4 separate regions of the Sus scrofa genome follow, and regions 1, 2 and 4 are each linked to region 3. Evidence: chromatin contacts called from public Hi-C and HiChIP or PLAC-seq data. All regions are on one chromosome and are shown on one strand. The core of a region is the stretch at or near the end of the contact, and the rest is flanking DNA. Distances in the headings are between cores, read along the strand shown. Region 1 holds the start of ZC3H11A (zinc finger CCCH domain-containing protein 11A). Region 2 holds the start of SNRPE (small nuclear ribonucleoprotein polypeptide E). Region 3 holds the start of MDM4 (protein Mdm4). Region 4 holds the start of RBBP5 (retinoblastoma-binding protein 5).

The links. A called contact is a pair of places that touch in the nucleus more often than the background predicts. HiChIP or PLAC-seq counts read pairs in DNA pulled down with a chosen protein or histone mark.
Region 1: a Hi-C map of liver shows a contact between it and region 3, with 6 times the contacts expected there. The contact joins the promoter of ZC3H11A here to the promoter of MDM4 in region 3. A contact is called at or near these places in 1 of 5 promoter capture datasets (fetal liver), 2 of 47 Hi-C or Micro-C datasets (heart right ventricle and liver) and 1 of 2 datasets of contacts at active chromatin or transcription factors (alveolar macrophages).
Region 2: a contact with region 3 is called in an H3K27ac HiChIP or PLAC-seq map of alveolar macrophages. The contact joins the promoter of SNRPE here to the promoter of MDM4 in region 3. A contact is called at or near these places in 1 of 5 promoter capture datasets (liver), 4 of 47 Hi-C or Micro-C datasets (embryonic fibroblasts, heart right ventricle, omental adipose tissue and 1 more) and 2 of 2 datasets of contacts at active chromatin or transcription factors (alveolar macrophages and skeletal muscle).
Region 4: an H3K27ac HiChIP or PLAC-seq map of alveolar macrophages shows a contact between it and region 3. The contact joins the promoter of RBBP5 here to the promoter of MDM4 in region 3. A contact is called at or near these places in 1 of 5 promoter capture datasets (liver) and 1 of 2 datasets of contacts at active chromatin or transcription factors (alveolar macrophages).

What each region holds. Positions count from the first base shown.
Region 1 is chr9:64,515,427-64,520,816 of Sscrofa11.1, reverse strand. ZC3H11A (zinc finger CCCH domain-containing protein 11A) reads right to left here and starts at 1,922. Exons shown (of 19, transcript XM_005656653.2): 1 at 1,591-1,922.
Region 2 is chr9:64,557,791-64,563,129 of Sscrofa11.1, reverse strand. It overlaps SNRPE (small nuclear ribonucleoprotein polypeptide E), which reads right to left and starts at 2,586. Exons shown (of 5, transcript NM_001097465.1): 1 at 2,513-2,586; 2 at 1,981-2,007; 3 at 865-927. The coding sequence starts at 2,566.
Region 3 is chr9:65,173,702-65,179,416 of Sscrofa11.1, reverse strand. It overlaps MDM4 (protein Mdm4), which reads right to left and starts at 3,929. Exons shown (of 10, transcript XR_002335784.1): 1 at 3,774-3,929.
Region 4 is chr9:65,818,497-65,823,973 of Sscrofa11.1, reverse strand. It overlaps RBBP5 (retinoblastoma-binding protein 5), which reads left to right and starts at 2,293. Exons shown (of 14, transcript XM_003482656.4): 1 at 2,293-2,460. The coding sequence starts at 2,442.

The DNA of each region.
Region 1 (5,390 bases), core at 673-3,172, 660 kb after region 3:
ATGACTTCCATGCCAGGTTATTTTTGGAGGAAAAGTGACAGCAATGGAGCTCATTCCCAAACTCTTTTACAGAGGGCTTTAAGATCCCTTCCAACTTTCTGAGTTCTGAATTCAAATAGTCCAATCTCCTCATGTTACAGAAAAGAAAACTGAGGTCTACTTTTCCAGCGTCAGAGTTAGTAGCAGCTAAAAACCAAGTCTTCCAAATCTATGGTCCATATTCTTTATGATTCATCAAGAACTGTATCTGCTTGAAATGTTTTAGCTTTTAAAATACGTATCTTTTATGTTGCCTCACGACAGCAACATCAAATCCCCTTAATTCTGGAATTATTTTCAGTAAATTTCATTTAAACAAAAACATAGTGCATCATTTAATATCCATTATTTAAGACTGTGATTTGCCAATACAACCCCAAAAGTCAATTCTGGAAAGCTAAATCAGACTCCACATACTGGTCATTAACAGCAAATGCCTGTTGACCCTTTCAGCTCTAGCTAAAAGTAACACAATTTTTTAAAAATGTAGGTAGCTTTTAAAAAAAAAAATGCTTTGAGAGTAAAATTTTAAAGTAAGATTACAAACTGAATTTCTAATTTACTATCTGTATCAAGAGTTAATCCATACTTGGTTTTCAGACATTTTTAGACCGGAGAAGCCTTACAGCCTGCAAATGAGTAACTCCTAAGTTGGACTCTATATGAGCAGCAGAAAATGAAATATGAGTTTTAAATCAGTGTCATGCCTTCTTGGTTGATCCCTCCCCTTCCCCCAATACCTACATACAATTACCCTAAAAAGCATCGCTATCACTAGTTCAGCCTCCTTCTCAAGGTCCAGAACCAAGGCCTGGAAGATGTCAACAATATGGGCCTTCCCCATAGGAATCCGCACCGATTATGGGAGTTTAGGGGGCGTTCTTCATTACGGTTTCATCAATCCTACAAGGAGAACGGAAGTGTCCCTGTTGCTCTTGACTCCGATGCTGAGGGCTGGGGGTGGGAGTGTAATTAAGGTAGGAAAGGGGTGTAGGATACCGGAATAAGATCGGTGGCTTTCTGTATGTGGAGTTTGAGAAAATCTCCCAAGTAGTGGGACCCTGGAGAGGAATGAGAGTAGGTAAAATCAGCTCCTGGCATTCAATTTGATTTAGGCAGTGGGGTTCGCTAAAACTAAGGAAACTGCTGCCCCAGAGAAAGCAACGTAGTTGTCAGTTCTCCTCCGGGAGTAGGGGAACAAGTCGGTTTCCCGGGGCTGCTCCCGGCTCCTACAGTTTCGCCAACACCGGATGTGGGGGAAGGGAGGAAGACTGGTTGGGAAAAGGAGCAGGCCCCGTGGGGGTGGGGTGAAGGAGGGTGGGGGTAGATGGGCCTGGGAGCTGGAGCCTGGGGCTCCCAGGCCGCCCTGGCGACGGCAGCGGCCCGGAGGTGGGGGAGCCGGTCTTTACCACCGGGCCGAAGGACCCGCTCTGACTTCCCGGGCTAGGCCGCGACCCAGGGGCGAGGGGAGGCCGCGGCCACTCCCCTCGCCCTCTCCCCCACCTCCCCGGCCCCGAGCCACCCGGGAAGCAAAAAAACGGGTCTAGTTACCGGAGAACAGAAACTTTACCGAACCGACGACACTATCCACGACTCCCGCTGCTGCCACGTCTTTCTTCTTTCTTAGCCGCTGCCGTCCGCCGTCCTCTCAGCAGCAACACCAGCAGAAATCCAAGACTGCCAGAGTCAAAGATGGCGCCTGGCTACAGGTTCAGTTCTAAGATCCGGCCAGTAAAAGTGCCAGCACGACGCAAAGCGCAAGGATTCTGGGAGATGTAGTTTTCCTCTATGAGGCGATGCTTAAGATGGCTTCCTCGGGTGACAGGGTCACGTGAGAGGGGAGGTGCTAAACCGTGGAGGCCCTGCCTTTCCAAGGAATGCGCTTTAGAAGGTCACGGGTTTCTTGAAACTGTCTTTGATTTTTTTTTAAAAATTGTGTAATGAAATTGACGTAATAAGCGGGGAAGCGCGAGAATTGTGTCCACGAGACTGTAAGCGTTCAGTTTATTCTTACCAGAAAGTTGAATTTAAATAAGTTGATTATGAATAATGAGTAAATTGTTCAAATCCTGTATAAATCTGATTTAGAAATAAACTGTTTTTCCCATGCGATGTTGAAAGATTTGTGCATTTATTATTTTTAAAATTTTATTGAACAGTTATTTTTATTTGAAGTAGTGAATGGGTTTCAGTTTTTTTTTTCCCCTTAAAACAAATTTTCGTATTAGAAAAATAATTCGTGGTCATTTAAAAAGTTCATGAGGGTTGAGACATGAAAAGGAAAAACATTAGTCGCCTACCCACTTCATTATTAATATTAGCCTGTATTTTCCATTTAAATATCTTTACTTTTTTCCTCCTATTATAAAATACATGTAAGTGGGTTCTTAAAATTTAAGTAGAGTACAAAATTTGTCTCCATAAATCTCATTCCTGAGAAATAACCTATCATTAATTTAGCATGTATTCTTTATAACTTTTTAATATGCAAATACACTTAAATATATATAGTGTACCCTGGCATATAGGCTCAACAGAACTTACTTGGGTGGCAGCATTTTACTGAACTTGGATAAAGGATGTAGTTCTGCTGTTAAGAAAGGATACACTTAATGGGAAAGCACATAGGACTCCAGGCACCTTTTACTTCCTCTTGGGTTTGTTTTGCCAACTACCAGCTTCGTGAGGGAGTCACAGCCAGTCCAGGACTGGGTAAGTATCAGGTCAGAGAGGTGTTGAGTCTCTTGGCACTTGAGCTTTTATCTCCCTTCAAAGTGAGAAGCCACAACACTAGAATCCTAGCCCCAATCATCCCTGCCTTACATGACAATACTCTGTGATTGCCATGTCAACCAGCCCTAACAAGCAGGTTCCTGGTAACCAATTTCCATCTGTGCCACAACACCTAAGGTTTTTCAGTTTAATAGAAGCCTTTCCAAATTGCTGACGGGTTCTCCAGACTAGGGCTTGCAGGATGCATCTGCTTGGTCTACTATATAAAGTGTAAAAAGAGGGAGTTCCTGTTGTGTCTCAGCAGTAACGAATCCGACTAGTATCCATGAAGATGTGGGTTCAATGCCTGGCCACAGTCAGTGGGTTAAAGATCTGGTGTTGTCATGAGCTGCAGTGTAGGCTGCAGTCGAGGCTCGGATCTGGTGTTGCTGTGGCCAGCAGCTACAGTTCCAATTCAACCCCTAGCCTGGGAACTTCCATATGCCACAGGTGTGGCCCTAAAAGAAAAATGTTTTAAAAGACCGCATTAGGTCCCCAAATGGCATCTGCTTATGTTTATCACCACCAAGACCTAATACCTAAACTAACTGCAGTTTCAGCTTCTCCCAGAGTGAAATTTCTTAACAGCACTAGTGAGGCAATCTGCCTGATCAGATTCCCCCCATCTTTCTACCTTTCTCCAAATAATAATCCATTCTTTTTTTTTTTTTTTTTTTTTGGTTTAACCATGGCGTGTGGAAATTTGCCTTCACTGGCCAGGGATTGAACCCGAGCCACAGCAGTGATAATGCTGAGTCTTTATCCTCTAGGCCACCAGGGAACTCCAAATAATCCACTCCTTTAACTTCCTTATTCCATCCTCTTTCTGCCTATAAAAACCTGTTTTGTACAACTCCTCAGAGTATCCTTATATTTGTTATATGGGACGGGTGCTGCCTGATTCATGAATCATTGATTAAAACCCATTTCATCTTTAAAATTACTCAGTCGAATTTTTCTTTTTCTTTTTAGGGCTGCACCTGCAGCATATGGAAGTTCCCAGGCCAGGGGTCAGATCAAAGCTGCAGCTGCTGGCCACAGCCACAGCAATGAAGACCCCAGCTGTGTCTGTGACCTACACCACAGCTCACAGCAATGCTGGATCCTTAACCTTCTAAGCAACATCAGGAATCAAACCTGCATTCTCATGGATACTAGTCAGATTCATAACCTGCTGAGCTGCAACAGGAACTCCCAAATTTTGTCCTTTAACAATCATATATTTCATCAAATCTAAGGTATCGTCGACTGTAACATGCATCTTATTTTAGAGACCTCTAAGAGTAAAAAATGGCCAGTTAAACTGACAGGGCATTAATTAGAGACGTTAAAATTTGATAGAAGAGTTCCTGTTGCGGCTCCCTGGTTTAAGAACACAGCATAGTCTCTGTGAGTATGAGGATTGGATCCCTGGCCTTGTTCAGTGGGTTAAGGATCTGGCATCGCTGCAAGCTGCAGCATAGGTGGCTGTGGCATAGGCGGGCAGCTGCAGCTCCAATCTGACCTCTAGCCTGGGAACTTCCATATGCCCAGGGTGTGGTGGTAAAAAGAAAAAAAAGATTTTTTTTTTTTGATAGGATGTGCATCTTAGAATGCATGAAATACTGTAATTTTTTATAATGATTTTTATTTTTTCCATTATAGCTGATTTACAGTGTTCTGTCAATTTTCTACTGTACAGCAAGGTGACCCAGTTACACATACATGTATACATTCTTTTTTCTCACATTATAATGCTCCGTCATAAGTGACTAGATATAGTTCCCAGTGCTATAGAGCAGGATCTCATTGCTTATCCATTCCAAAGGCAATTGTTTGCATATATTAACACCAAATTCCCAGTCCATCCCACTCCCTCCCCCTCCCCCTTGGCAACCACATGTCTATTCTTTATGTCCATGATTTTCTTTTCTGTGGAAAGGTTCATTTGTGCCATATATTAGATTCTAGATATGATGATATCAAATGGTATTCATCTTTCTCTTTCTGACTTACTTCACTTAGCACATGAGAGTCTCCAGTTCCATCCATTTTGCTGCAAATGACATTATTTTGTTCTTTTTTATGGCCGAGTAGTATTCCATTGTGGATATATACCACATCTTCTTAATCCAATCATCTGTGGATAGACATTTAAGTTGTTTTCATGTCTTGGCTATTGTGAATAGCGCTACAATGAACATGAGGGTGCATGTGTCTTTTTTAAGGAAAGTTTTTTCCGGATATAAGCCTAAGAGTGGGATTGCTGGGTCATATGGTAGTTCTATGTTTAGTTTTCTGAGGTACCTCCATACTGTTTTCCATAGTGCTTGTACCAATTTACATTCCCACCAACAGTGCAGCAGGGTTCCCTTTTCTCCACAACCTCTCCAGCATTTGTTATTTACGGACTTATTGATGATGGCCATTCTGACTGGTGTGAGGTGGTACCTCATAGTAGTTTGGATTTGCATTTCTCTAATAATCAGTGATGTGAGCATTTTTTTCATGTGCTTATTGGCCATCTGAAAATACTATAATTTTAGGATAAGAACGTGCTAAAACTATGCACATTGTTTTGCAACTTCCTTTTTTTCTCC
Region 2 (5,339 bases), core at 1,337-3,836, 610 kb after region 3:
GGGAAGGGAGAGATTACTGATGGATCTACACTGTCTAAAGGAAAGACCAGAGTCCTCATGTAATACCTACAACCATATTTTATCTTTCTTTAAAACACCATTTAGGGAAAACAAAACAAAACGTTATTTAGATCGTTCTACCATCCTGAATGTCTTACTTAACAAACCCCATCTAACTTGATTCAGGTAACACCTAACCCAGTACTAATACTCCATTAATCCTCACCCCCTCAAATTTTATTTCTCTTGAGCACTCCTTTAAAGACTATTATTGTTGTTTAAATAACTTTTAAAAGTTAATTTTCCCTCTGTTTTACGAATTACTCAATCCCTATCAAGCAGAAAAATGAGGCAAGGATGGTGGGCCCTGAAGAACTTTCCTTGGGTTGGGTCTTTGACTTTTTGTACATTGCTCTGCAGGCCATCTTTTGTAAAATCTTTTTCTAAGAGATACCGCTCTGAGATAAAAAAAATCCTGGGTACTTATACATGTATGTGTAACTGGGTCACCATGCTGTACAGTAGGAAAAAAATATGCATTAGGGAAATAACAATTGATTACAATTAAAATTAATAATAAAATGAACTAAGATAAAAAAAATACTAGGGGTTCCAGTCCTGGCGCAGTGGTTAATGAATCCGACTAGGAACCATGAGTTGCAGGTTCGATCCCTGGCCTCGCTTAGAGGGTTAAGGATCTGGCGTTGCTGTGAGCTGTGGTGTAGGCCAACGGCTACAGCTCCAATTAGACCCATAGCTGCCTGGGAACCTCCATATGCCTCGGGTGCAGCTTTAGAAAAGACAAAAATAAATAAATAAATAAATAAAGTTTAATTAAAAAATTAAAATATCCTGGATACTCACAATGATACAGCCCTCTATCCGCATATTCACTTGCTCATAAAGCCACACCTGAATCCGTGATCTCTGAAATAATCATAAAAATCCTAATGTTAAGAAATAAGTAAACAAAATCCACCACTTTGGACAAACAATAGACAAATACAGCTCCCAGAAAAACGGTAACATAGCAAAGCCAAGACTAGTTACTTAACAAGAAACATTCTAACTTAATAAATGCTATATCGGGACAGAGTTGTTAATAACTGTCCTGTTTTGGTACTCAATCATATTTCTACTGCCTCTGGGCTCTACACATTTAGAGTGAAAACTTGCGATAGGACTGCACAAAGATGTTTCTTATCTGCTATAGCAAAATCCAGTTCCAAGGCAGCTTTCTGTAAGTTCTCGGTTTTCCACCTCTCATACCTAATCACCAGGAGAGGGACCCTTGATTCTGGTGATTAAAAATTACAATGGCTATTTTTCCATTGTGTTGCCGCACTAAAATTTGTCAACAGCAACCACATTTCTTTGAGATAATTTAAACACTCTGCAGTGCCAAGTCAAATTCCAAGTACTAAAAATAACCCCAAAGGAAAAGAAGTTTCCACTGAATCCTCTGAACTTATCCCTCCCATCTTTCTTTTTTAGTGTCTTTTCAATACATAAGGGTGTGTCCCTCCATCCCCCTTCCCCACCCCTCACCCCCAGTACAAAACACACCATTTGGTTTAAAGCTGACTCAATTTTCTTCCAGTGTTTCATCCTAGTGGGAAGGGTTAAAGGTCCCAATGTTCTGGCCATGATCACTAAAAACAAAAGTAGCAATACCAGGATACCACTGTCACCTGAGCCAATAATTATTGGCTGTGCCTACAACTTTTTGAAATAAGTAATACTGGTCTTGCAAAGTAAAGACAACACAACTCTTTGCATGCTTGGACTTGGCATGGCTACACACAATTTTATCACATTAGAGCTTTCCCTGCACTCCTTCCCCTCAAATACCCTTCCAATCTCCAGTTTCATCTACTTTTAACTTTAGAACAGTGAACAGACAAGATAACACAAACAGCAAAATAAATTCACCCTTAACTTAAAAAGTAATTATGAAACAATTAACAATAAACAACTTACATTTTGCAAGTATCTGAAGATGAGGTTCTGCACCAGTGGTTAAGGAAAAATTTCATACATTCACAGACTCTACCCCCTGAAACTGGTCAATTCTACCCCCGCCTCACTTTTGTTTTCTGAACTCGAAGTCTGTGCCTATGCAACGAAAAGTGCCCAATTAGGCACACACTTAGAGCTCCCAGATATTGTAAACGACCCCTTCCACCCCATACTCTCCTGCAGTCTCTTCAGCACCAACATCTTCCTTTTGCCAGACGCCGCTAACTCCCGCCGTCACTCAGTACATAATTAAGATTGTCTTCCATCCGCACACCCCCACCATTTCTGTCTTTCCCACCGCAGGGGTCCGCCCAAGCCCACCTCCCACTCATCACCGACTCTTCAACTACCCGCGCTTTCTACCAGTCTCGAGCGCCCCGGAGGCTCATGGGATGAGGTGCTGCACTCCGCTCCCTCTGGCCTGCTCTTTCTGTTCCTTCGCCCCCCATTTCCTGGTCCGAACCTCCTAGTTTTCACATCCCGAGTAGGATACGATGGGCTGCACCATCACCTTCTGCACTTTCTGGCCCTGGCCACGGTACGCCATGGTGGAACCTCACAAAGGCCACACTACTTCGAAATGCAACTTCCGGAATAAGGAGCCGGAAGCGGAAATGCTCGGTGCTCGCGCGGTGACCTGGGCGGCTCCAGGGAAATACCTCTCTAGCCACACGGTTCCCGCTTATCTCTGTGCTCTATAGCATCCGGGGGAGGCCAAACTGAGTCGATGGCGTTTTGGAACATGGGTTGGTCCAACAGCGCCACCTGGAGTGTGGTGGAAGGAGGCGCAGAGCGGCTTCGGTTGCGCGTTGGCGGCTGCCGGGAGGGGCGGCTGATGAAGTGGCGCCACCGTGTCTTCATTTTCTGACTCTGCTTTAAGAGCCCAAACGTCCTGTTTGGCACCTTTGTCTGTGAAGTGAGTTAATTTAGTGCCTTTTTCTAAGGCCTATTTCCCTGGAAATTAGGCTTGATGGCACTGTTGTGGTGGACAGGGTAGGGCAGCAAGAAGCCCAAACTCAGAGCTCTCATATCTGACACTTTGAGCCACGATCTGAATTCAAAAGCCGGATGCTATGGGGAGTTCCCATTGTAATAAACCGGACTAGTATCCATGAGGACGCAGGTTTGATTCCTGGCCTTGCTCAGTGGGTTAAGGATCCCACGTTGTGGTGATCTGCTGTGTAGGCCCCAATTTTTTTTTTTTTTTTTTTTTTTTTTTTTGCTTTTTTAAGGCCGCGCCCGGGGCATATGGAAATTCCCAGACTAGGGGTGGACTCAAAGTCACAGCTGCCGGCCTACACCACAGCTGCTGGATCAGAGCCTCGTCTGTGACCTACACCACAGCTCCCGGTAACGCTGGATCCTTAACCCACTGAGTGAGGCCAGGGATCGAACCTGTGTCCTCATGGATACCAGTAGGATTTGTTTCCACTGAGCCATGAGGGGAACTCCCATGCAGCCACTTTTATTTATTTATTTATTTTTGCATCCACTTTTAATCTGACACAAAGACCCAAGTAAAAATTGGCAATGGATGTGAACAATCAGTATAGCAAAGGAAATGTAAATGATCTTCAAACAGATGAAAACATGTTCGACTTCACTTGTTATAAGAGAAATGGAAACTAAATTACAATAAATTGTTTTCCCTCATTGGATTGGCAAAGATCAAAAAGGGGTTGGTAATGTGGATTATTAAACTCTACTTCTAGGTATTTAATCCTACAGATGAACTTATACATGTGAGGTAATCATTACAGCACTGTTTAAAATACCAAGATGGCAAAAACAACCTAAATGTCTATCAACAGAAACCAGCTCAATTATGGCATGTTCACATAGTGTAATACTATGCAACTAGAATAAAAGTTGAAGAAGTTCATGGTGTCTTGATATGAAATGATATCCAATATACAGTAAGAGAAAAATCAAGCTATGATATCCCTGAGATTTACTTCAAAATAATTTAGAGGAGCCAGCAGAGCTGGATCTCAGGGCAAGTCTAAGGAGCAAAATCTAATGAGTCACACTCAAATATGCAAGTATAACCCCAAGAGTGAGGACTTCCTTAAATTATGCCAGGCACTTTGCTTGCCTCACCCTAGCTCCAGTCCTGGGCCAGAATAGGGGATGGATTGTTGGTATGGGTATAGGTGAAACAGGATTTGTTACAAAATTTTAATTCATAATTTAAAATTGTGATAATAAATATAATAAAAAAGCAAGGTGCAGGATATCATATGTATTACACCTGATATCATATAAAAGTGTATTTGTGCTTATATATGCCTAAAATATCACTAGAATACCTGAGAAACTGATAAGATTGGCTTTGGAGGAGAGCTGGGACAGGAGTAGGAGGGAGGATTTTTTACTGTATACCCTTATATACATTTTGAATTTTGAAACTTGTGAATGAATGTATCACCAATTCAACGAATTTATTAGATAGTGGAAAGTCCTGAAAAATTTGTTTTCCCTTTTCTTGTTCCAACTAACCATAATGTTCTTGTAAAATTTGAGATTTTCATGATATTCCCAAGGTACCTGCAATCTCTGGTTCAAAGAAACACACACTGAGAAAAGGGAGTCGGCTCCAGGCCTTCTGAATATTGAAGAACATCCTTCCTCTCAGCTTTTAAGTTTCTTCCATCTCAACCAGAAGCCTCATGACTTTTTGGATGGCTGTGATTATTTAGAAGCACACCAGGAGTTCCCACTGTGGTGCAACAGGATTGGCAACATCTCTGGAGCGCTAGGACACAGGTTTGATCCCTGACCTGGCACAGTGGGTTAAGGACCCACTGTAACTGTGGCAATTGCATCACTGCATCTCGGATCTGATCTCTGGCCTAGGAGCTCCACATATCACAAGAGGGCCAAAAAAGAAAAGAAAGAAGCAGCATGCCAAAGAATGGGGCGAGGGGTGGAGTGAGGGAGAATAGGGTTAGGAAGAGACAGGGGCAGTCTAGGAAAGATTAAACAGCCCTTAAAATGGTCCAAGAACTTTTTTTTTTTTTTTTTTTTTTTTTTGTCTTTTTTAGAGCTGTGGCATATGGAGGGTCCCAGGCTAGGAGTCTAATTGGAGCTACAGTTGCCGGCCTACACCACAGCCACAGCAATGTCAGATTGGAGCCGAATCTGTGACCTACACCACAGCTCACGGCAACGTGGGATCCTTATCCCACTGCGTGAGGCCAGGGATCAAACCCAAAACTTCATGGTTCCTAGTCGGATTCGTTTCCACTGCGCCATGATGGGAACTCCCCAGGTAAACAACTTTATAACAATGAGGGTAAACAAAGAGTATTTGTCTAGCA
Region 3 (5,715 bases), core at 2,680-5,179:
GGTTGCGGGTTTGATCCCTAGCTTCGCTCAGTGGGTTAAGGATCTGGTGTTGCCGTGAGCCGTGGTGTAGGTCGCAGACACAGCCCGGATCCCGTGTTGCAGTGGCTGTGGCTACAGCTCCAATTAGACCGCTAGCCTGGGAACTTCCATATGCCACGGGTGTGACCCTAGAAAAGACAAAAAGATTAAAAAAATATGTATGTGTGTGTGTGTGTGTGTGTGTATAAAACTGAGTCACTTTGCTGTACAGCAGAAATTGGCACAACATTGTAAATCAACTATAATAAAAAAATTAAAAAACAAAATTAATAAAGCCACACCAAAGGGGGAAAAAAAAAAACAGCTGTTAATAATAAAAGGCACCATGGTAACTTTTTATAAGGATCCGGCATTGCTGCAGCTGTGGCACAGATTCCATCCCTGGCCCAGGAACTTCCATATGCCACAGGTGGGGCTTAAAAAATAAAAATAAATAAATACATAAATAAATAAATGTAAAATGACATATCTGTGAAGTGCTTTAAAATAGTTCATTAAAGGAGCTTCCTGCTAGCTCAGCAGGTTTAGGCTCTGACATCGTCACTGCTGTGACTTGGGCCACTGCTGTGGCAGGTTTGATCCCAAAGGCTTTCTTGCAGGTTTTTTCACTTGCTTTTAAAAGGACTCTCCTTTCAGAGTGATGTGCTTATTGAAAGAGAAGTCAATCCCACCACTTCCGTCCAGGGTTTGATCCCTGGCCAAGGAACTTCTACAGGCCACAGGCATGGCCACAAAAATAAATAAAAATAAAGTATTCCATTAAAAAGGTGGGAAAGGGAGTTCCCTGATGGCCTAATGGTTAAAGACCCAAGTTTTGTCACTGCTGTGGCTGGAGTTCTATCCCTGGCCTGGGAAACTCCACATGCCAAGGGCACAGCCAAAAAAAAAAAAAAAAAAAAAAAAGTTGGAAAATTTAAAAATAAATAGTAGTGAATTAAAACAATAGGTTTTAATTAACTTTTTGAATGGTACAGGGCAAATACGTAAGAAATCACAAAAATTCCTTGTGTTTATCTACTGTATGTTGAAAAAATTAGAAATCTTAGAAATACTATTCCAGTTACATTAAAAGAATCATTATCACTAGCCTGTACTGCTTTGGTTCTCTGGAGATGGGATTCTTTGAGGCTAATAATAAACCCTAGGGATGAGTACAGCGAGCTGAAAAGAATTTGCCTTTTAAATGAGCAAGAGAAGAAAGGCCTTTTTGCAGCTTTTTTCTGCTTGCTCTTAAAAGGACTCTCCTTCAAGAGGGATGTGCTTATCGAAAGAGAAGTCAATTCCACCACTTCAGTCCACAATTCAGCAGAACAAGGAATATCCCCAAGGCAGGCCAAGATACCCTGGTTTTTCAGGGCATTTGAAGAATGAAGGACTATGGAACTACAGAGCTGACTCAATAGGCACTCCCACTCCTAGAAACTCATTCCCCTCACTGAATATGTGCACATAAGCTTTCCTGATCGTTTCCAACGTACCCTCCATTCCATCTTGGTACTCTTCTCAAGTCTCCATTTCTACCATTCAATACCCACCATGATGAATGATGAACTCAGTGTCTTGAATTTGTCTAGCCCTTTACCACTTATCTCTCAGAGTTTTTCAAACTACAAATTGTATCCCAGTTGGTCTTAACCTCTCCTCTCTTAATGAAACAGAACAGATAAAAAATACAAGTGAATAACAAAGGTTTAAGTTTTGTTAGGTAGAACTGTTTCTGTATTGAAAATAGCCAACATTTAACACACTAAAGCGTCTTTGTGTCAGGCGCCCTTTAAAGCACTTTATATTCAATAACTCAGTTAACCCTAGCAGAGATCCTATAACGTAAGAATATTATTGTCCTCATTTTCAGAAGAGTGAATTGAAGCAGGGAAGATAATTTATCCAAAATCCCAGTCTTAAGAGTCCAAGCACTCTGTCCGCAGAGCCAGAGCTCTTAAGTATTACCCCTCCTATGTGTTCTGGGTCACAATATAAAATTTATTTTTTTGCTAGGAGTCATGGTTAAAAAGTTTGAAAGCCACTGCCTTAGCACCTTCTCCTCTTCTGTGCTCTATTTTCCATTCCTGAAAATTCTTACTCATTCTTCTACTTAGGTCAAAAGTTACTTCCTTGGTCAAGGCTTTTCTGACTCCCAGAGCATCTCTATTAAAACATTCACCACACTATATTTATGTTTTTATGTGTGTTCCCTACTGCACTGAAATCATAAGAGAGTACACTCTTACTGATGACAGAAGAGTGGTTTTTACCCTAAGAATCCAAGACTCTTACACCTCATCTTCAAATCTCTACCTTTGAATTCAACTGTGATTTGAAGACTCATTAAAATAAAAACCTGTCAGAAATCAGCAGGCATAATCATTCTTTTCTAGTCTTTAAAGCCTTAAATACTGCTGTCTGATTCCCTTTCAACTAATTACATAAAAGTAATAAAACTAACTTTCTAAAAAAGAAATTATTCAGATGTTGTTTTAGCTCTTACCAGGTCTGTTACACACCTAAAAAGGCGAAGCGTGTGTGTAGCAAGAGTCTGCAAAACAAAAACTATGCTGGGAGACACCCTAAAAATCCATCAATGGGGAACTGGTTAATGAAATTTTTGTACAACCCTATTAGGCGGGACTATACCAAAAGAAGCATTACATGTATACTTTAGGGACAGCTGTCCCAGATGTTGTTATTTGAAAAACTATAAGATGCAGAGCAATACATACAAAATGAGTCTACTATGGTTTAAAAATGTGAATAAGTGCGGAAAAAGCGAGGATGGACATGATAGCAAGTAGTTAAGGGTAGCTGGCTTGAGGAGGGGAAAGGTTAGGGACAAGTTTACTTCAGTACTGTGTGTTTCTTGTTTTTAACAACCGGCAAGTATATTATAGGTTTTTTTTTTTTAATTATACAATAAAACGTTGTGATCCTGACTGTACTGTTACTTCTAAAGTAAATTAACTTTTCATAGCAGGAATGTAGGAGAAGGGAGGGGTCTAAACCTACACTGAGATGTAGTAATACCTGATACCAAAGAGTACCAAGTATCTTTGATACTTTCTCCAGGTGCCAATATCCCCAGGCATGAAGGAGCTTCCCAAATAAAAGATCTTTCCAGTTAAAGAAAAAGAGCAGCAGCACTTTCCCCGGGTGTGGTTTTAAAACGGCGGTTTTCAAACTTGAGGGTGTACAAGAATAAACTGGGAAACGTGCTGAGGAAATACATATTCCCGACCCCATCTCCTGGTCATTCTGCTTGGGGAAGCCTGAGTGCGGGCCTCAAACGAGCATTCTTCAAGCAAGCACTCAGCACAACTGAGACAGATAGTCGGCAGCCTTGAAAACCACTACCTTAAAATCTTGAAGACACCTCAATGTCATTCTCTCCTCCTCCCTCCCACCTTTCCTCCTAGGTGCCTCGGTTGTTTTCAAATTTTGCGTCAATGTATTTCGATTTTAGGTTTGTAACCTGTCGGCCGATCTGCTTCACGTCACTCCACCTCCATTTTTATCCTCCGCGAATCCTCATCATATAACCCTTCCCTATCAGCCCAGCCCTTCTTCCGCCCAGTGGGACCGTCCCCACGCCGCCACCCACGCTCCTAGCTCCTCCCGCCCGTAACCCCCCCACCCCACCCCGGGGCCTGCAGAACTGGCCGCGCCGCGCCCGCTCCCCACTCTCCAGTCCCCTACCTCCCGCCTCCCGGCACCCCGCGGACGAAACCCTAGAGCCACACCTTACGGCTGCTCCATGAGTTGCTCCCCCGCCGAGTCCGAGGTGGGGGAGGGGGCGCCAGTCACAGGCCCTAAGGCCTCGGCAGCATTTTGAAAAGGCAAGTAATGAGGCCGCAACTTCCGGCCTCCCAACCCATCTCGCGTAAGAGCTTCCGGTGAGGCCTCCGGAAACCATAGATGGACCAACTGGAGGGCTAGAGAGCTAGAAGGCTGGGCCACCTCTACCATAGAGTAGATCCCCAGGCGGAGGAAAGAGAGCCTCAGGACCTGGACAGTTAAAGAGTTGTGAGGTTTCAAGAGAGAGCAATTGAGGAAGTTGCAAGCGCTTTTCCTGTTTCCAAACACATAGTGGGAGTTTAAGAGAAATTTTAAAAATTAAAAAAAACTGGGAGCGGAGAAAGCCGGAAGCATAATCAGAGGCCACCTTTTCAGCTCTTCAGAAAAATGCCAGACTTTGTATTCTTCAGTGTTAAGTTATTCACCTTCCCAGAGGTGGCTGCAGGGAGGAAACAGCTCCCCAGTGTTGTCGCTAATCGGGGAAAGATAGGACTAGTATATAAACGAATCACTAGAAGGTACGTGATAAATGTTAAAAGAGAGGTGCAAAGCACAATGAGGTCATCTAACCTAACCTCTCCCAATACGTTCAATAAACCTCTCAGGCAGGCTGTCTCCAACCTCTGCCAGTGCCAAATGGCACCGCCTTCCCCAACCCCCCATATGTCATTTTGTTTATTTTAGGATGATTTCAGATGTTAGAGGAATTTCCGAGCTGAAATATTTTGCCATTTCTGCTGGTTTCAGTTCTGCACTTTGGGGAAGAGTAAGCCTTCACTCTTTCCAATATAAGTACTATTGCGGTTTTCTGCAGACAGCTACCATGTCTCGTCTCAAACCCTCTCTTTGGTTTTTCTGCAGGCTAAAAGTCGCATCATAACTTTGATCTATTCCCTTGCAGTGGCTTCAAGCCCCCTTGCCACCCTTCTGAACAAGCACCTGCTTGTCCTATTTCAAATGTGGCTCCCAGAACCAGATACACAACCAATGCAAAGTAAAGTGGGGCAATTACCTCCCTTAATTTGCACATTGCACCTTACTCTATCTCTGACTTAGGTGGGAGATCCAGAGTTCTGTAAATGAGCTGAAGCATTAATTCCTTTTTTCACAGTTGCTCCCAGAGAGCTTGAAGTCAGCAACCACCCCCCCAAAAATAGTGCTTTTTTAAGTGAACCACTGTCAACTATTTCTCCTCTCTTTTTCTGTAATTAATTTTAATTTTTAAGACGTTCCCAAATAGGAGTTTGTTTTGTATCTTTTGAATGGTATCTGGTTGGTTTAGGTCCCTTCCTACCGCTCTCCAGGACCCGTGGAATTATGATCCTGCCATGCAATTCAGTTTAAGATCAACAAACATTTGTTGAACAGCTACTGTGTGCCAAGCACCCTAGAGGATTCTAATACAAGTGGAATCTGGAATCTGTCTAGAGGAGGAGTCGGACCATGCTGGTAAAGAGAACGTGGCCAGTGAAATAATGCACTGCAGTTAGCCTTGCCTGGTGAGTCAAGAGAGATTACCGTCGTGGCGCAGTGGTTAACGAATCCGACTAGGAACCATGAGGTTGTGGGTTCGATCCCTGCCCTTGCTCAGTGGGTTAAGGATCCAGGCATTGCCATGAGCTGTGGTGTAAGTCGCAGACGCGGCTCGGATCCCGCGTTGCTGTGGCTCTGGCGTAGGCTGGCAGCTACCTCTCCGATTCGACCCCTAGCCTGGGAACCTCCATATGCCATGGGAGCAGCCCAAGAAATGGCAAAAAAGACAAAAAAAAAAAAAAAAAAAAGAGAGATTAGCTCTTTCACTTTTGCATTTTGCAAATTATTGATTAACACATCTATCTTATCATTTAAAGCCTTGATAAATATATGTAATAGGGCATGATTTGGAAT
Region 4 (5,477 bases), core at 1,044-3,543, 650 kb before region 3:
TTCTTAAATATCAATCTGATCATAATTACTCCTTGCTTAAAAATCCTACAAGATGGGGAGTTCACACTGTGGCTCAGTGGGTTAAGAACCTGACATAGTGTCCCTGAGGATTCAGGTTCCATCCCTGGCCTCATTCAGTGGGTTAAGGATCCACTGTTGCTGTAAGCCTGCATTGCTGTGGCTGTGGTGCAGGTCAGCAGCTGCAGCTCTGATTTGACCCACAGCCTGGGCATTTCCATTTGCCGTAGGTGCAGCTGTAAAAAGAAAAAAAAAAAAATGGACAAAAAGAAAAACCCTAACAAAATGAGTACTCCACCCCCAAAATAGGCAAAGGAGATGAACTGGTCATCTCACAGAGGAGAAAAGTACACATTTAGACATGTGATAAGCTGTTCACCCTCATTATGAAATAAATGTAACAGTGACATTTTATCACCTATCCAATGGGCAGAGTTTGAGAGAACTGATAATAACAAATGATTACAAGAGTGTTTAGAAATACTCCTATATACCACTGCTGGTGGTAACAATACCTTGGATGACATTTAGGCAGTGTTTTAGATACGTGAAGGAATGCAAACTGCCTGTTAAAAAACAAACCTCAACCCTGAAGATCTAATTGGCATTATTAAACAAGTCATGAATCGAGCAGCATCCTATCTAGTAAAGAGAAGGGCACCCTGAAGGACTGTACAAAATGGAAGCTTTTTCTAGGAAGAAGGTAAGGGAGCTACTAGTAAAAGAAAAGAAAGGCTTATTTTTAGGCCCAGGTTAAAGGCAAGGGTTTTATCATGCATATTGCCCCTTCTACGGGGCGTGCTGGAGAGGGGAGAGGTGGCAAGGGCCCAAGTGACACATTACCTCATTGGTGCTGACCAGAAGATTCCAGACTAGCCAATGAAGATTATATTTCTCAGAGTTCCTGTTGTGGCACAGAGGAAACGAACCTGACTGGTATCCATGAGGACATGGGCTTGATCCCTGATGTCACTCAGTGGGTCAAGGATCCGGCGTTGTCGTGAGCTGTGGTATAGGTCACAGACATGGCTCAGATTCCCCATTGCTGTGGCTGTGGTGTAGGCTGGCAGCTGTAGCTCCGATTCGACCCCTGGCCTGGGACCTTCCATATGCTGCAGGTGTGGCCTTAAAAAGCGGAAAAAAAAAAAAAAAGATTACATTTCTGGTCAAGGTTGAAATTGCAGTTAGGTCAGGAATAAGATCTAGATTAGGTATCATGGGCTTTAGTACAAGTGATACCATTTTGGGCCTGTGATTTTTCTGCCTAATAACTCTGAGCCTCAATTACTACACTTGGTCAAATGAGGCCAACAGCTACCCTAATGGTCTCAAGGAAGTGAGATAATTTAGGAGAAAGTCATAATAGCTACCATTTTACTGGATATTTGCTGTTCCAAGTGTTTTATATGTGTTAACTTATTTAACCTTCACAATAAAGCTTTAAGCACTACCCCCACTATACATACAAGAAAACCGAGGCACAGAGGATAAGATACTGTCCAAGGGGTGAAGTCAGTAAGCAGTGGAGCTGGAATTACAGTCTACGTAAGGGGATCTAGCTCCAGTTCTATTTTTTGGCATCCAGCCTATGCCCATCTTTGCTTTTTGTCATAGCCCACAGCACTCAGAGGCAAAACCTGTTTATACAAAATTCGTTAGTTTCATCAACTGCCTTCTTTAGTTGCTTTGGGTATTTCATCACAGTTTTGTCTGAGAACTCAGCCACTTCTCACACCAACTCATCTTCAGTGTCCTGGTCAACGCTGGGCACCAGGTAAATCCTTAGATAAACGCTATCGTACATTTCTGTGGGATGGAAGGCACAGCTTTACAAATGTGCAATAATTTTCACGGGACTGAGCCAGATACACGATAACTAACTTACATACAGGGTAAGTACCTCCTTGACCGTGACAGCTGCACTCCACGCGCGAGCTCTGAGGCCGGCCTTTCCCACTGCGTTACTTCAGCGGGACTTGGCCGGAACCTTTCCTGCGGCATCTGAGGCAGCCCGCCGGGACAACGCGACCGCACACACAACACAGAAGGATTAGTAGTCTAACTATATGCCTAAACTTTTTAGCTCGCATACGTGATCCGAGAGGAAACAGTCTCAGATTCCTGAACTTTTTAAATAAGTGACTGACGATGGAATTTTTATTCCTTAAGAAATGTCATAGTCAAACGATTTCGAGAGCGTTTGTTCTTCTTTTTGGTTAGGCAAATATATGGACAGCCCGCTTGAAACGAACAAGGCAGGCGAGGGAAGAAAGCGGAAGCCGCGGGGTCTTCTAAACCATAAAGTCTACGGAGCTTGCGCCAGTCTCTTTGCGGCGCCCCCGATTTAGACGCAGGTTTTGGAAGAGGGCGGGGGAGAAGGTGTCGTTGCTGGAGCTGAGAGCAGACGGCCAGAGTCCTCAGGGATGAACCTCGAGTTGCTGGGTGAGGAGGACTGTGGCTGCGTCTTAGAGAACCCTTGGTCCTGGAAAGGAGGGAACCGGGCGGAGGGGACTCAGGCTGCAACACTAAGGACACAGTTCTGCGATGGATCTTTGGGCGCTTCGATATGGAGCAGCAGCAGGGGGAGGAAGCCTAGCTTCGACCCGAACAGAATGCATTGCTTTTCCTGAGGCCACCTTGCAGTTCAGTTGTGGAGCGATAGGGACAGATAGTTTGTGACTTAGTTTCGATTACAAGGATCCAAAGCAAGCAGGACCAGAGTCCTGGAGAAGGAATCTGAGGAAGTGAGGCTTGAGGTAAAGCTTTGAACACTTGTCAGGGTTTTGAGTGCCTGGGTAGGTTCATTCTTTTTGTAGAAACACGGGATGCCTAAAGGAAGGAACTTGTATACAAGTCCTTCGTTGAATAAGTGGAAAAGGGCTTAGAGGGTACTGAAGGCATAAAGCAAGTAAATGGTATAGTTGGCACTGGAATCCAGTTGCCTTGTCTTTTTATTCAAGGTCTTTAACTCTCAGGGACATGTAAAACACTGAGGGGTGAACTCCAGGGCAGTTGTGTTTTGTCACTCTCTTTGATGCATTTACTCCTTACCCTTTAACCAAGTTGTTTGTAAACTCTAGATCCTTCTGGGTTTTCATTAGGTAATCTTTAGCATTGTAACCTAGGGATGTCTGAGGTTTTCAAGAACTTCTAAGTGACTTGCTATTTTCAATGGCTATGCTCCTCTTTAAAAAAAAATTTTTTTTTTCATAGATTTGCTGGCAGTCCAAAGGACTATAGAACTATCTAAGGAATAGTCTTTACCTTCAAGAATTTTTTTGTTAAGCATGGAGAGTAAGGCAGTTGGAAATAGCCATAACTTGTTGCAGAACATGCGCCACCCTTTAAGAGTCTTTGCTAAGTACTAAGAGCGTTTAGAAGAGGGAGACGTTCCCAGCAGAAACGAACCTGACTAGCATCCATGAGAGGATGCAGGTTCGATCCCTGGTCTCACTCAGTGGGTTAAGGATCTGGCGTTGTAGTGGCGTTTAGGTCACAGATTCAGCTTGGATCCCAAATTGCTGTGGTGTAGGCCAGCAGCTACAGCTCTGATTCGACCCCTAGCCTGGGAACCTCCATATGCCAAAGGTGCAGCCCTAAAAAGACCAAAAAAGAAAAAAAAAAAAATGGAAGAAGGAGTGAATGTCTTTGGGACAGGGGAAGAAAGGAAATAGAGAAAAACAAGCTAGTAAAACCTGTGGAGAACTTGAAGTTTTGAGTGGATGTTTAAGTGGATATTGGCTAGGTTGTGGGTACTGTGAATATAGAAAAGACCAAGAAATGGGGTTGGTGCCACCCATTTTGTGTAGGCTTTTGAATTCCTAGCTGAAAAGTTGTTCTCTTTAAGGAAAGTAGGAAAGATCCATTGAAGGGCTTTCACTTGCTAAGTAATTCTATCAGAGCTGAGTTTTTAAAAAGAAAGATGTGTGCAACACCAGTGCGTAGTTGAGTTTTGGGTGATGAAACCAGTTTGGAGGACTGGAGTAGTTGAGAGATAAAGAAAATCTGAGCTTTAAAAAAAAAAAAAAAAAGGTTTGAGCTAGAAAGTGGAAAGAAAAGACTTTGAGAGGGTTGAGTCAACACAGTTTGAAAATTGATTGCCGATGGTGGTGGTGGTGGTAAGAAAGCGAAGTGAAAAATAATGGGAACCAATGTGGTGCTATTCACAAACATTTAAGGACATTTGGAAAAGACAGCTAGCATTGGACATGTTGAGTGTGGACCCTGGGGTTCAGGAGATGGATTTGGATTTACAAGAGAGATTTGTAATCCTCCTACAGGTGGGCTAATCAAAACCTTGTTGGTAGATGTTAAGACCCAGGGAGAAAGTGGGAGAGGAAGAAAAGAGAACTGCTGAGGACAGAGTCTTGGGCAGTCATCTATATTTAGGGGATAAGAGGAATAATAAATGATAATATATCGATTAACAGTTATATAGTACTTACTATGAGCTCGGCCTATTTTTGAGTGCTTTTCATATATTTATTCGTGTAGAGGTAGAAGAGAATACAGGTCGGTGTGGTGTCTTCCATAGAAACAGTCGGAGAGCAGTTGAGGCTAAGAGCCAAGGAAGCGCTATCCTATTTAGTTCTCAGGCAACTTGAGGCTCCTCAGCAACTTGAATGGAAGCCAGATTATAGTGATTTCGGGAAGATGTGGGAAATGAAATAGAGACAAAGGGTTGATCCTTATTTTTAAAAACTTCAGGGTGGAGGAAAGGTAATAGGCCCATACCTTGAAAGAGATAGAAGAGTCATGGGAAAGATTTCTCTTGAATGATACCAAAGATTCATGAAAGTAAAACTTAAGAAGGAATTTTTTGCTTTTTAGGGCGGCACCCATGCATATGGAGGTTCCCAGGCTAGGGGTCTAATCAGAGCTACAGCTGCCATCCTTTGCCACAGCCACAGCAACACCAGATCCAAGCCGAATCTTCGACCTACACCACAGCTCACTGCAACGTCAGATCTTTAACCTACTGAGCGAGGCCAGGGATCGACCGCCAACCTCATGGTGCCTAGTCGGGTTTGTTTCCACTGCACCACGACAGGAACTCCAGGAAGGAATATTTAGCAGTGGAATGTTAGACATTTCAAAAGAAGGTTGGCTGGATTCAGAAGATACAAATCTATGGGAATGACTGATTGATACAGCAAGAAAGTTATTGCAGATAAAAAAGAGAAAGGAACAGAGTTCCTGTCGTGGCGAAGTGGAAACGAATCCAGCTGGGAACCATGAGGTTTGATCCCTGGCTGCCGTGGCTGTGGTTTAGGCCAGCAGCTATAGCTCCGATTCAACCCCTGGCCTTGGAACCTCCCTATACCTCGGTGTTCTTAATGTGGACACTCAAGGTACCTCTGCAGCTATTTTCTGAGCGCTTGCTGTTATCAGGCAATATGCATTGGAGATACAAAATTAAGTAAGAGTTTTTCAAACTTACTTTTTTTTTTTTTTTTTGT